Regions from separate parts of the Gasterosteus aculeatus genome. Here region 2 is linked to region 1. The links are chromatin contacts, called in public Hi-C maps. All regions are on one chromosome and are shown on one strand. The core of a region is the stretch at or near the end of the contact, and the rest is flanking DNA. Distances in the headings are between cores, read along the strand shown. Region 1 holds the start of maml3 (mastermind-like transcriptional coactivator 3). Region 2 overlaps maml3 (mastermind-like transcriptional coactivator 3).

The links. A called contact is a pair of places that touch in the nucleus more often than the background predicts.
Region 2: a contact with region 1 is called in a Hi-C map of liver, with 4 times the contacts expected there. The contact joins the enhancer-like site here to the promoter of maml3 in region 1. A contact is called at or near these places in 6 of 6 Hi-C or Micro-C datasets (blood and trunk muscle, liver, skeletal muscle and 2 more).

The regions. Positions count from the first base shown.
Region 1 is chr9:11,010,241-11,013,322 of fGasAcu3.hap1.1, forward strand. It overlaps maml3 (mastermind-like transcriptional coactivator 3), which reads left to right and starts at 1,665. Exons shown (of 6, transcript XM_040186595.2): 1 at 1,665-3,082.
Region 2 is chr9:11,076,348-11,079,291 of fGasAcu3.hap1.1, forward strand. The region is part of intron 3 of maml3 (mastermind-like transcriptional coactivator 3); the gene reads left to right. Among protein-coding and RNA genes, the nearest start is that of naa15b, 14 kb to the right of the region's middle. Within about 2 kb of position 1,379, at least 2 of the 9 cell types and tissues checked have open chromatin away from gene starts, as enhancers often do.

The DNA.
Region 1 (3,082 bases), core at 415-2,914:
AGGAATGGTGATGTTGATTAACACTGAGTATAAATCATAAGCTACCATGAAATCTGTAATTTAGCTAACTGACGTATTCTTAAAAGTTGTTCATAGCCCAAAATCGATTGATTTAAAGCAAGCGGCAATATGCATTGATTATAAGATGTAAATGAAAGACAGGTTTATGCATCTTTGCTTGTTCAAATCTCATTGATTATCAATCAAGTATATCAAAAATCTGAATCTGTGGCTCCAGGATTGAGGTTCCAGGATGCTAGCATTAGCGTCAGATGCTACAGAACAGAGAACAAAGGGGTTGCAAGAATTTATCTACATTTTCAGAGGTAACTCACCAGTAGGTGGTAAGTATCAGGGTAACTATGTAGTTGTTAACAATTATCTACAGGGTTGCAACACCCATTTATTTGACGTCTCATATGTATACGGACAAAGTGACAGGCCGCAGTGCGTACAGACACAAAAATGAGAATCATTGGTGTAAGAATCTAGTGTTGAATTTAAATTCTGTAAGTACCGGGCTGAAATTGGGAGAGTGATCTCTTCTCTGGCGTGCCGCACGATGAGCACGTAGAAAATAGCACCGGCAAACGTTATCCGAGCCGAGTTTTTGCCCGGGGCCGGAGGGGCCGGGTGGGAGGGGATGCATCTCCTCGCTCAACCCAGAACAACAACACCCAAACCAAAGCGTTTCCTCCGTCTACAAAGACAAGAGAAAGCCAAAATGTTCCAAGAAAATCCTCATGGCTTCAGGTCTGGCAGATGGGGGATGATGAAACTGTCAGAAAGAGTGTGGTAATAATCCTAAAGCTTCTGCCCCTTTTATTCTCTTAATGCCGACGTCAAGTTACTGCCGAATGAAAGCGACCTTTTATTTACATTTTGGAGATAATGTTAGTTGGTTACGTACTGATCACAGTTTACTCAGTGACCAAACAGTTTGTTCATTAGGCTTTTATGAGTCGTATTTATTGGGTTTGCTTTCTGTATGAATTTTCGTCCATTCGTCAGCTCCAAGTTCTACTTCTGTTTGCACCACAGAACCTCGTTCAAGAAACTAATGTAAAGCGTCACCAAAACGAACAATTACTTGAGGAGGGGTTCAGTTAACTTAACCCTGACTTTATTTAACTTTACATTGCTTTATAATCTTGGCAGTAGTGAGACAACAATCAAATGTTATTGTTCGTCTATTAGTGCTGGAAATAAAAACAAAATCTGTATGATGTTATCAATAAAATCAATAGGGGACTTTGTAGAATAAAAACAGGCTTAGTAAATGAATCCTGATGTGCTTGAAACGTGTAAATTCAACAACGGAAAAATAAAGCGTATAATCTCCTAATTTCTGTGTTGGCCAGTGAGGAGATTGTGACCTTCCATCACGGTTTCAACAATATTTTCATTTGTTTGGGGTTTGACTGGTGCTCTCATTGTTCATCTCGTTGCTTCCATTTCCTCAGCAACAGTTTAATGGCACCTGAACTCGTGCGCCCAACTGTCTATTTGATTTTTGTTTTCAGATGTGCGCTAAATTATGATTGAAATTTAGCTTGAGACAATGTTTCTCAGCTTAGGATAAAGACATCAAATCCAATGTATTGGCCCAGCTTAAAAATAAGATAGGACTTGACATTGACATGGAACCTGTTGTCATGGGGGTTGCAGGGAGGTCGTTCTGTGAATAGTCAGTCACGTTGGGAACCATTGGTGAAGCCTCTGACATCAAAGTAGAAGAATCCTTCTAAACACTAAGAATGCAGACTCACCATTTCATCTTCCAAATTATTTTTATACTACAATAAATCATCAGTTCATGCGTTGTCAATGCAAGAAGATGAGAGTAACACGGTCGTCATGAAGATCATCCGAGTGACCCTTTTTTAAAAATCTATTATCTTTTCTTTTTTTTTTACTGTGACGATCATTTCATTGGAGCACACTGGTGTCCTTCTGTTGTCTTTAAATATAAGACAAACATATTATATTATTGTCTTTAAATATAACAGAAACATAATCTACTGTAAGGAAGTGCCCCACTTTTTCATCCATGCGTTGCTAACCTACAACATATTGCTAATTATGCAGTATGTACTTTCACAAACTATTATCACTTAATGCATTTTATTTAAATTTTTTAGTGGTTCATCAGCAACAGAAGATTCAATTCAATTCATTAAAAAAGACTGACATCCTCACTGTAACTGTATTGCAAGTTATTTCACAATCCAGAGAATATTATCTAACTTCGGAGAATGGATCTGAGTGAGCATGACCCCAGGCGATGATTTGTGGTTGTGTAACTGCTTTGTAGTGTAACTTTCTGCATGATCAGTTTCTCTGGTGTCTTTCAAAAACATAACCGCAGGCAGCAATATGAATCATAATCAAATGATAATCATAACAATAATCATGTTATAAAACATTTTGACGAACCTCACAAACTCCACTCTTCTCAATCCATGTAAAAATTGTAAGATATTTTCTACATAAAGTGTGTGTGTGTGTGTGTGTGTGTGTGTGTGTGTGTGTGTGTGTGTGTGTGTGTGTGTGTGTGTCATGGTTTATTTCTATAACTAAACCCAGGTAATATCATAGTAATGGTATCACAGATAATTTAAATGGTCGTATATCATTAAACTACATAGCATATCAACACTATAAAGCGCTAATTCTATACATTAAAGAACTGTTCTTCAGTATCATGGTGTTTTCATACATCCAGCTGAACAATAACTTCATAGAGATAATAAGCAACTGTAAAGAACAATTTGATCCTTTGGTTACTGTGAAAAGTTCAGAGTCTGTATTACTGCCCTATTTCCTGGCCTAACCACTCTAGTGGTGTTACGACACCTATTATTTAATTTGTATTATAGTTAATGTTTGACTAATTGGGCCTCGTGCACGTGCCTGTGTGTCTTTATGTTAAAGGGAGCGGTTCATACTTTGAAACACGTGTGAAACATGGTGAAGAAATGAGCTTATTCGTCAGCTAACTGGCTGGCCAACGGAACCGAGTTCGGGTTTGGATATTAAAACAGACCGAGCCGGGGGGGGGAGAAAATAGAAACGTTTCCTT
Region 2 (2,944 bases), core at 129-2,628, 66 kb after region 1:
TGTGTGTGTGTGTGTGTGTGTGTGTGTGTGTGTGTGTGTGTGTGTGTGTGTGTGTGTGTGTGTGTGTGTGAGTGTGTGTGAGGGCGAGCCATTCAGAAATAGGCCAGTTAGGGTTTAGAGCAGAAAGATGTTAAGAGATTAAACAGGCCTCTGTGGGGAGCAAGACTCCTCTCCAGCAGTTTAAATATAACTCTCTCCAGGGACAAGTGAGTGAGTGTGTGAGTGTGTTTGAGGGGAAGTGGGGGTTTCAGTAGGCGGGTGGACGCGTTCGACACAACCGGTGGGTAAGAATCGAACCGCTGGCCTTTTACTAGCAGCAAACCTCGTTACTGTGAGCGTGCAGGTGTGTGTGTGTGCGTGTGTGTGTGCATGTGTGTCAAAGTGATGTCTTTACCTTTGGCGCTGGGGGGATAGTTAGATACTGTGCGGTCTGGCTCCACCATCTGCTCGGGGTTAGTGTGTGTGCATGTGTTTAGTTTGTACATGTGTTGTTATGGTTGTGTCTCAGGTGTTGCATACTTATGTTTTAACCGTGCGCTCTAATACACAACCTGTTTTTTTTCCTTTAACTTCACCTAACGTCACATCTACCATGTTCATCACAGACACACTGGGAGCATCGGCGGACTCATGTCCTGTCGTCTTATTACTTAAAGATATAAAATCAAACAATGACAAGAAATCAGTTTTATAACCTTGAGAAATTTGTCATTTTATTCAAGATAACCGTGTTATTCATTTAGTCATCTGTCAGGGTCATGTGTCCTGTATTTCCTCTCTAACTCTGTTTCTCTAACTTCCGGACCGTGTGTCAGAGAGTGAAGGAAGTCTTGTTTATTATTGAAACGTGCCGTTAGCTACGGTAGCTAGTGCTGAACGTTAGTAGCCTATTTATCCCACACGCGTCAATACTTGTTATTAACGCATTGATTAATTCAGGATTACTACCAGTCTCTCAAAGCGTTTTGATCTGCATAAGACATCGCCAGCGGGGGTCAGGGGTCAGGGTCAACCAGTGGGAAGCTCAAGGACATTCAGATAGTGATGAGCGCTAGCTGCTAAAGACATGTGAACCTGTGACCTTCAGACTTTAGCTCACTCCTTGCATCTGCATCACAAAACATCAGCTGCTGCAACATCCGGTGTTGCTTCCAAATGCAGAATCCCTCCCCAAAAAATAACGCAGACAGATGTACTTCCTCTCCACTTTCTCGCTCTGATGGCAGCCGGAGTCTGCGTAAGAGTCTAATGAAGCATCCGCTCATCCATCCAGCCCTCATTCTCTGTTTCCTCTCTGCTCTCCTCTTATCCCCCCCCCCCCTTCTCTTACACAAGTGGGTGACAGATGTGAGCCACTCTGGAGAGCACACAGACACCCAGCACTCTGCTGCCAGGCGCCGCTGCTCCTATAGGCTCTGTGTGCGCGCTCGTGTGTGTGTGTGTGTGTGTGTGTGTGTGTGTCTGTGTTTTGGTAGTATCAAGTGCAGCCTTAAAGCCAGCCGCTGTGTGGTCACCATGGGATAAGGTGATTTAATATTGACTGGAGAGTGAACGACCATACTAGTGTTTAAAGATACACCTTTAAACACCCGTAGAGACACACACACACACACACATAAAATATGGTAGGCACTCATCTGCTCCATGAGACTCAGGAATGAAATGGAGAATCCTCTCACTTACACACACATGCGCATACACATTTCCGCTCACTTCACGTGTAATGTAATCACCTGAGCTTTCCCTGCTTCCTAACCCAATAACGCTGGCAGCCTCCACCGGGCGCACACACACACACACACACACACACACACACACACACACACACACACACAGTGCGTGTGGTCCTCCGGAAAACAACCTGTGATACATTAACCTCTCCTTTCATTGTATCCGCTCTGATCCTTCCTGCTTCTCGCTGATCTATTTCTGCGAATTTTGGTAACTGATGCAGTTCAACTCTGTTCCTCCTGAAGTCAGGAGCCGGCCACCGCGTCCCATTAGCTGCTGACCCATTTCTGTCGAAGAGCATGGGGCTGGAGCCTGACTCGGGCCCGTCTGAGATGCCAGAAGGAAGCGTCTGGGGTAGGACGGAGAGGCGGAGGCAGATAATGCTTGGGATGCTCTTTGTTACATTATTCAAGCACACCCATGAGTTAGGACAGAGAGGACAGAGAGAATGAAAGATGTACCGATCAACCCGGGGAGAAGAGGTTGAAAGTAAAATTGGCGAATAAATGAGTGTGTTTGTGGAGGGGTGACCAGGCGCGCCGGCCATAACCGCTCCTCCGAGCGCCATCTGCTCCTCGCCGCAGCAACTGTTGCCAGGGTACCTGCTCTCCTCCCCTCTAGCCCACCTTTTACTCCTCCTCTTTTGGCTCGTTGACTCCTTGTTTCCTCCCAAAGCAAGATTTTCTCCCCTTTTTCCCCTCTTCTTTTCAAATGCTGCCCTCCCTCTTTCCCTCGGACATGTGCTCTTCTTTTCCTTCTATTAGTTTAACGATACCTGCTCTCTGTTCAATAGGCTTTATGGGCGTGACATTTAATTCAGTGTACATTAGCAACGCTTCAGCAAATGACTAATAACACTAAAGTACCAGTGGTTCTCCTTCCCATTCATCAGCTCTTTTTCATCTTTTCCTTTATTTGCTTCTCTCTTCTGCATGCCTTATATTTAACTAAATACAGAGTATACATGCTTTAGTTTTAGTAATTTCCTCAGCTTTAAGTGCCAATCAGCTACTTGACTGCAACACACACACACGCACACACACACACACCACCGCCACAAAAATCTTTAATTCTCTCAGACTTTCCTCCTCCTCCTTCCTTTGAAATCTATCTCTCTTCCGTTCCTTCGCTCCCTGGCAATTGTGCGGACATGACTCAGGGCCCCCTGTCTACAGAGAAGAAGAGAGAGAACACGAGAAAGAGTGGAAAAAAG